3 separate regions of the Sus scrofa genome follow, and regions 2 and 3 are each linked to region 1. A link is a contact called in public Hi-C and HiChIP or PLAC-seq data. All regions are on one chromosome and are shown on one strand. Each heading gives the region's core, a stretch centred on a gene start, on an enhancer-like site or on the middle of the called end of the contact. The rest is flanking DNA. Distances are from core to core; before and after follow the strand shown.

Region 1 (2,692 bases), core at 106-2,605:
CAAAGTTCCTCACTACTGGCCCCAGACTTGTGCTCCGGCCTCATCTCCCACCAGTCAATACAACTCTGCTCCAGTAATAACTAAACAGTTATAGCTCATAGTGGCACTCTGCCCCCAAACCCAAAGTCGTTAAAAGGAGTCATGTGGCCACAGGGGCATTTTAAACTCCTTCTTCCAAGGAAAGGCAAGGAACTCTTCAGAGAGAGCTCAAGGTCTTGACATTCTGCTAAGATTGCTCTTGTCTCAAACCCAGGCAAGCATGCTTGAGTCTGCTGCTCCTAGAGTCTCATTAGGTACCCCACCTCAAGGCCACATGCTAAGGATACATAGGTAAATATAACATGCACACACAGCGCTACTAGCAAGGGACTGACAGTACTGCCACCTCTCAACCATTGGGAGAGATGTGGAAAACTCCTGCCGCAAGATCCCCACCACTTCCCCAACCTGGGAATCTCTCCTGCCTATTATCTGGCAACGGCCTCCAATACCTCAAAGTACAGCATGAGGTTTTTCGCTGACAAAATTTTTCCTCTTTTTTTTCTCTTTTTCTTTCTTTTTTCTTCCCTTTTTTTTTTTTAAGGGCCACAGGTGCGGCACATGGACTTCCCACGCTAGGGGTCTAATCGGAGCTACAGCTGCTGGCCTACACCACAGCCACAGCAACGGGGAATCCGAGCCCCTCTGCGAACTACGCCACAGCTCACGGGCAATGCTGGATCCTTAACCCACTGAGCGAAGCCTGGGATGGAACCCGCCTCCTCATGGATACTAATCGGGTACATTACCTCGTGAATCACACAACTGGAATTCCTTCACTCTCATTTTGAATAGTCATTCAGCACTTTTAAGTAGAGTTAGGGGAAAACTGCAATATCCTAAGGTTTTCCTTTTTCTAGTTTACCAACTTGTAAGATAGTCTGTACTTTGCGCGGTCCCCATTCATTTTTGAAAGCAGGATAGCGGGTTTTGTTTTTTGTTTTTTTAAGGCAAGCGGCAAATGTGGGGAACTGACAGGGCCACCTTTTAAGCTAGATTAAATGGCACTAGGCAATCGCAGAGTTGCAAAAAGCGTGGGGGCGAAGATATAAACCCCCCACCTCAGGACAGAGATGCAAAGGGATTCCTAACGCTCCGGCGCCACAAGCTCCACAGCCCCTACACACACACACACACACAGCCGCAGACCCGCAGCGCACGCGCACGGAAAGTGAGCAGACACACACAGGCACGGAACCAAGGTCACCAACGAAGCTACTCCAGCCTCTCTCCCGCCCCAGTGCGAGAAACCAAACCCCACGACCCACTTGACTCCTCACCCGCGGCAGGCGTGTCTCGGGGGCAGCCCCCAAATACCGCGATACCTCGGCCGCTCCTCCCGCTGATTCTGGCTGCACGCAACGTTTCCAGAGCCGCTGGCAGCCTACGCGAACGCGCAGCCTTCTGGGAGCTGTAGTCCACTTGGGAGAGTGCTGCGGGGGACCCCTTACTGCCAGGTTCGTTATTTCCTGTGCTCTCTCCTGGGTCTAGCCTGATTACCTGACCTCCTCACTCCCCACCCCCAATCTCATGCTCTCACCACTGAGGCACTTAATATTTACTGAGCCTCTTATATGTTTTAAGTGCACAGGATAGAGATAAATCAGACTCTTCCCTGCTCTTGAGACAAACAGGGAATTTTGTACAGAATGAGGTCTATGAGGAAGCAGAGGGACCTAAGTAACAGCTAGAGGCAGCGAAGTCCTCTCAGAGGAGCCACCCAAGGTGGATCTTGAAAGATACCAGGAGCTTGGATGGAGTGCCAGAACAGCCCTCCACGTGGGGGACACAGCATTGGCAAAAGGAAAGCAGCAGAAAGTGTATGTTGGCTACACTTCCCTGTCTTCATTCTCCAGCATCCACAGGCCTCCGGATCCCCTTATGTTCCTTGAGGCTGCTCAATCAGTTGCTGATCTCCTTCGATGAGAGTGGAGGTGGGGACCTCTGTGCTCTACCCCTGCCCTTGCCTACAGTGACAGTCTGGCCCAAACCACCCCTCACCCACTGATCCAGCCTTCTACATCTGACTCAGGGAACTCCTCCTTCTAAAAGGCAGAAGGCCTCTATGGCAACTTCAAGACTGCCTCAGCGAAAGAACCTCACAGAGGTGTGTGAACTTTGGCCACAGACCCCCTTGACACACTCTACCTATATGCCCCACAGCCTATGTTGAGGCTCCACATGGGGCCACATGAAGACACATGACACAGCAGGACACAGAGGGCCAAATGTTCCCCTTTATTATGGTTCACTCAGTTATCACAGACAGATACATTGGCTCAGCAGATCAACTGCCAGATGGAGAATGGTCTGTGTCTCCCAGAAACAAAGAAGGGCAATGGGCACCAGCAGAACGCAAAAGCAGGTCACTGGCTGGCCACAGATCTGAGGATTCTCGGGGCCTTCCTCCACCCTCATGCCAGGCCATCCAGCAGAGATGAATCTGTGCCCAGCCCCACTTCTCATATTGGTTCCCTTCCCAGGAAAATGCATAGTTGCCAGGAGATGCAGCATCCCAGAACCTGGACAAGCTGGGCTGCCCACAGGTAGCAGGTTTTCCCAAGGGCAGAACCAGATCATGGCCATATAGGTCTGAGCCAGGAAAGAGGAAAGGCAGGTAGGACAGGAAATTGATTGGAGAGAGCATCCAACA
Region 2 (2,692 bases), core at 130-2,629, 380 kb before region 1:
TCCTTTAACCCACTGTACTTACAGGGGATTGAACCAGTGTCTCCACAGCACCCAAGCCACTGCAGTTCTCCATTTGTATTCTTGCTTACCCATAGCCACAGCCCTGGTCAAGTCCTCGTTACATCTCACCTGAATTGTTGGGATAGCCTAACTGGCAGCAGACTCCCATTCTGCTCACAGGACTTTAAGGCCCTTCACTTTCTGCACATTCTACATCATTCACATGAATTACCTGGATCCATCAATCAATAAGTCTTTCTTCCTCACCCACTGTGTACCCTGGCCCCAGGCTTGGTGATATGTGGGGTAGCCTCTGTCCCTGCTACCCCTGCCAAAACTCTTTTGGTGTAAAGTTATGACAAAAACACTACAAATGATTCACAGAGGCATGTGAGGCAGAGTTTTGATGTGAGGACTGCTGATAGGGAAGGGTTTCTGGATTGGGGGCTTGGAGAGAGATGAAACCTCTTGGCTCTCTCCACCCACCCCTCCCACCAGAATATGTAACTCTGTAATCTCCAAACCCATTATTACAACAGCCTTTCTGCTTCACTTTCCTGCCTGCAGGCACGCTTCATTCAACCTACCCTCAGAATCCATCCAGCTGCTGGGATGTTGAGCATCTTAAACCATAGTTTTGGGCCCGTGATTTTGTGACCAGTCATGTTGCTTGCACATTCTGCTGTGCAAGCCTGAGAATTTTAACAAGGTAGTATAGTGTTCTGTTCTCTGACTCCATCTTTCCAAACCTGATTTTCATGACTACAGCCACACTTTTAGTGTTTCTTAATATTTTGCATTCACCTCTATGTGTCCTTTGCTGAAAATGACTTGCCCCTCCACTTCCGCCTGATGAAATCTTTAAGACCCAACTTGCGTGCCACCTCCTCCAGGAAGACTTTACCACTTTTCCTCAGAAAGAAGCTCCTTGCTCCGAGATTCTGTGGATGTCTATTTATATATACATTTCTGCATTGCCTTAGTTCTTTCTGTAGCATCTCCTCAGGTAGATAGATCTGGAGTCCTTGGATAGTGCAGAGTGAGCATCTCATTCAGTCTCTGTAATCGCACCCAAGCAGCAGGTGCGGTATGACTCTGTCTGCCTCACCCCAGAAAGTGCTCAGGCAAGTGCCTGTTGCCCGGAACATACGACTTTCCAATTACACCGTTCATTTTTAGGCAGTCGCCTAACAGAAAATGGGCCGTCCACGGTTAGGTTACACAGCCAGGGGAGTCGGGACATTGCAGCCAGTCGCTAGGGTATCCCTACCCGCCTCCCTCTGCTCAGTTCCAAATGGGGTGTGTGTGTGAAGGAAGTAGGGGCTGGGTAGCCCGGCTAGCTCCTCCTCCGTGTCCACCCAGAGGATCTCCGAGTCACAGTAGGTCTCCTTCCAGTCCAAAGGCCTCAAGAAATTCGAAGCGGCGGTACCTTCGATATAGGGTCCTCTGTCACAGATGCGGCTCACACTCACGGATACTTTAATCTATTTATTTGGATTTTTTTTTGGAGGGAGGGGGCGTTCAATGAAGGGGAAGAGGTGGAGCAAGGCGGGGAGGCGGGCCCAGGATGACTGACGAGAGCAGCGGGGAGCCAATGGCCCGTGGGGGGCGTTCCCCCCCATTCAGGACTCCTCGCCTGGCTCGGAAGGTATGTTAAACAGCTGCTTTTAATTTGGTCTCCCCAATCTTGGGCGTTTTGGGGGGCTAGTTCACCAGCCGGTCGCTTCGGCCAGTGCGCCCTGGTACCGGCGCAACGGGTCCTGGGACGGAGCTAGGGGAGCTTGGAGTCCGGCGGCCGAGGGAGGCGAGGGGCAGGCCAGGAAGGAGAGCTCTTGGCGCCGCCCGCTCGCCAGTGTGTTTCCAAGCCCGGCCGGATCCGTGGGGAGGGGGTCGGCCCGGCCTGGGGTCGCCAGTGTGCCGGCCGTGCTGCCTAGTTTATTTCACCGAGCGGCCGGTTTCGGTAGGTTTCGGCGGCGAACTGGGTAAGGTGCCAGCAGGAGGAGATCCTCCTCGCTCCTGGAATGCCTTAAAAAATTATTGTAAAGAAGAAAAAAGGGGAGATTCCGTACACCGACTGGAACCAGGCCTGGGCTGCGGCGCGCGGGCTCGGCAGGGGGCGGCGGCCTGAGCCCGGCTGGCCGGGCCCACTGAGTCCGCGGCGCCCGGAGTTGGTCGAGAGCTGGAGTTAGCAAGGGAGCCGGGGCCCGTGGCTTTCCCCGCTAACGACGCTGGGCGAAGGCGGCAGCCGCCCGAGGGTTTTGTTTCTGTCTGCAAACTTGTCCGAGGGGGCGGTGGGCGCGCTCAGGAGAGGCGCGGGTGCCTAGGGCCCGCGGTTGTTATGGACTCTGGGGGCGGGGGCAACGCCGGACTTGCGGGAGGGGCAGCCGGGGGAAGCCACCGGAAAGAGCCCCCGCACCTCGGCACTAGCCCCATGCGCCGGTCTGGGTTCTCCGAACTCCCGGGCCGTGGCAGTAGAGCCAGCATTCGGCGCCGGAACACGGCCCGGGGGTGTGGAAAACCTCCAGGAACTCGGCGGCTTCGACTCACGGCCCCAGCTGATCCCCTTGCAAACATGGAGCTGCCTCCTTCCCCGCCCACCCCAAGGCGGCGGCAGCTCCCTTCCCATCCCCCGGTCGTGCTCCTCGCTTGCGGATGGGGTGGAGGCGGGGACGCAGGCGTGTGAGCGCGCCCA
Region 3 (2,692 bases), core at 115-2,614, 300 kb before region 1:
CTTCCTTGCCCCCAATTTTTTTTTTTTTTTTTTTTTTTTTTTTTTTGTAAATAAATAAAGCTTGGTTCGTACTTAAGGAATAAACTCCCTTGTCCTCACCAGAAAACTATTGTGAAGCAGGGATCTGGGCTTCAGTTCCTTATCTACGATACAAATAGGATTTTGCTTTAAATATCAGTCAGTTGGCATTTGTCCCAAATAAAAATATCTCGGATTTTTAAAATGAATTATTCAGGAGTTCCCTTTGATGGCGCAGCGGGTAAAGAACCTCACACTGTCCATGAGGATATGGGTTCAATCCTGGGCCTGGCTTAGTGGGTTAAGGATCCCACATTGCCGTGGCTGTGTATAGGTCAGCAACTGCAGCTCCAATTCGACCCCTGATCCAGGAACTTCCATGTGCCACAGCGTGACCATAAAAAGAAAATAGAATTATTCATTTATTTTAGTACAGAATTATTCTTTTAGTACACACTGTTCCCCCTATTTCAACTGTTTGGAAATATTTTATACCTAGGCAAGTCGTTCAGCTATGTAGTTTGCACTTCTATTTTTTTTATTCCTATTGGAAATGGGGGTGAACAACTTAAATACCAAACCAGTATTTGAAAGAAGTGTGTGATTATAAATGGAGTTGAGGGAAATTTGATACATTTCATTAGCAGCTGCAAATGGAATATACATAATTTTTTTAATTACATAAATTTTCACTGGCAGATATTTAAATATGAGTGATTAGGATTTTTATATGTGGTCAGCCTGGACTTTGTGAACAAAGACCAGCTGAGCCTCTCCCAGTACTCTGATGGATTTTTCTCCAGCAACCATTATCACCCTAGTCATGTCAGTAAAGTAACTGACAGTGTTTTATGTGGTTTTGTTTAATTGAAAATCCCCAACATCACCATCATTAAACCACATATTTTGGCTCTGGACTTTTATAACACAGAGTAGACTTCCGATTTTAGATTTTTTTGTTGTGGAGCGTGGGCAGTGGAGGGGCAGGACAATTACAGGAGTCTCTGAGCCCAAAAGTATAGGGTGGCAAAACAGCTTTGGGGGAGGAGATTCTCTGGTGAAGCTGGGGCAGTGATTGTGGGGAAGGATCTTCAGGTTTCCTCAGCAATAACTTATCTGTCCCCCTTTGGTCGCTTAAGAAAGATCATGATGACTTAGAACTGAAATTGATGAGACCTGACCAGGGCAGCCCCAGCTGTTGCTGTCTCTGCATAGGGTTATGCCCAGAGCAGCTGCTTGCAGGTTAGGATAGGGTTTCGGGGCCAGTTGAGAAAACCCCAACTTATCAGTGCACAAAGAAAGCAGTACTTTTTTGTTCTTTTTTTTTTCTTTGCTTTTTAGGGCCTCATGTACGGCCTGTGGAAGTTCCTGGGCTAGGGGTAATATTGGAGTTAAAGCTGCCGGCCTACAACACAGCCACAGCAACACAGGATCCAAGCTGCACCTGCCACCTACACCACAGCTCACTGCAACGCCGGATCCTTAACCCACTGAGCAAGGCTAGGGATCAAACCCGCATTCTCATGGATACTAGTTGGATTTGCTTCCACTGTGCTGCAGTGGGTACTCCCACAAGCAGTTTTTTAAAACCTACTGCCTTCTGACATCTGAGCCCCAAGCTCAACTCAGCCTACCTTACAGCAGCAAGTTGATATTTTTATTTATTTATTTTGCTTTTTAGGGCCGTACCCACAGCACATGGAAGTTCCCAGTCTAGGGGTACAATTGGAGCTACAGCTGCCTGCCTACACCACAACTACAGCAACACTGGATTGGAGCCATGTCTGCAACCTACACCACAGCCCACAGCAATGCCAGATCCTTAACCCACTGAGTGAGGCCAGGGATCGAACCCGCAACTCCATGGTTCCTAGTTGGGTTCGTTTCCCCTGTGAGCCACATCAGGAACTCCAGGGTTATATCCATATTTTAAATCACGTTTGGTATTCTGTACTTAGTTACCTTTCCCTACTATTCGCATTTGAAATACTGTAAACCTGACTTGGTCAGTGTTTCCATTAAAACATTAGGGCTCATGTTGTGTATATTCTTTTTTTCCTAATGGTTTTACAGACAAGGACTCTAGTAGTCCTAGGAGGGGGAAAAACGCTGCCATTAGATAACCAGAGTTAACACGAGGATGAAATTGGTGTTTCTGGAATTATGGCTTCTCTAAACAAGTCAGTCCCATGAAGGGAAATGTATCACTCTCTTAGAATCATGATTGTTACGTCTGTGATCTGCCATCTCAAAATTTCAGTTTCTGGTGATGGGCAGCAGTTACCCTTACACATGAAATAAAACATGTAGTAGAGGAAGCTGAGGTTACTGGGGTGCAGAGCCCTCCCTCATTAAACACCTGCCCGCTGGTTGGCTTGAATGCACCAGGCTCTTTCCACGTTAAGCGAACGCAGGTTTTCCTGGGTAGCCAGAGGTCTGGACTGGGACCAGAGGGCAAGGGTGGTGCCCGCTTGTAGCTTTTGAGACTGGGTGACCTCCTGGCCATCGTGCCTGTCTCTGTCCCTGGCCTTTCGCAGAATCAGCGTCAAACTTCTCACTTTATTTAGGGAGGGATTTGCCCGGCAGCCACCAGCTAGGAGGAGAAGGGAGAGCCTCGGAAGCACAGCTTTTAGCGTTCAGCTCCTGCTCAAAATTAAAAGCAGCGGGGCTTCAG

Evidence for each region. A called contact is a pair of places that touch in the nucleus more often than the background predicts. HiChIP or PLAC-seq counts read pairs in DNA pulled down with a chosen protein or histone mark.
Region 2: an H3K27ac HiChIP or PLAC-seq map of alveolar macrophages shows a contact between it and region 1. The contact joins the promoter of SIN3A here to the promoter of PPCDC in region 1. A contact is called at or near these places in 4 of 47 Hi-C or Micro-C datasets (embryonic fibroblasts, heart right ventricle, psoas muscle and 1 more) and 2 of 2 datasets of contacts at active chromatin or transcription factors (alveolar macrophages and skeletal muscle).
Region 3: a Hi-C map of subcutaneous adipose tissue shows a contact between it and region 1, with 3 times the contacts expected there. The contact joins the promoter of MAN2C1 here to the promoter of PPCDC in region 1. A contact is called at or near these places in 1 of 5 promoter capture datasets (liver), 2 of 47 Hi-C or Micro-C datasets (embryonic fibroblasts and subcutaneous adipose tissue) and 1 of 2 datasets of contacts at active chromatin or transcription factors (alveolar macrophages).

What each region holds. Positions count from the first base shown.
Region 1 is chr7:58,547,936-58,550,627 of Sscrofa11.1, forward strand. PPCDC (phosphopantothenoylcysteine decarboxylase) reads right to left here and starts at 1,356. Exons shown (of 6, transcript NM_001243368.1): 1 at 1,320-1,356. It overlaps SCAMP5 (secretory carrier-associated membrane protein 5), which reads right to left. Exons shown (of 7, transcript XM_001924572.4): 7 at 2,255-2,692.
Region 2 is chr7:58,170,442-58,173,133 of Sscrofa11.1, forward strand. SIN3A (paired amphipathic helix protein Sin3a) reads left to right here and starts at 1,380. Exons shown (of 23, transcript XM_021099023.1): 1 at 1,380-1,648.
Region 3 is chr7:58,245,900-58,248,591 of Sscrofa11.1, forward strand. MAN2C1 (alpha-mannosidase 2C1) reads left to right here and starts at 1,365. Exons shown (of 26, transcript XM_005666137.2): 1 at 1,365-2,692. It overlaps SIN3A (paired amphipathic helix protein Sin3a), which reads left to right. Exons shown (of 23, transcript XM_021099023.1): 23 at 1-227.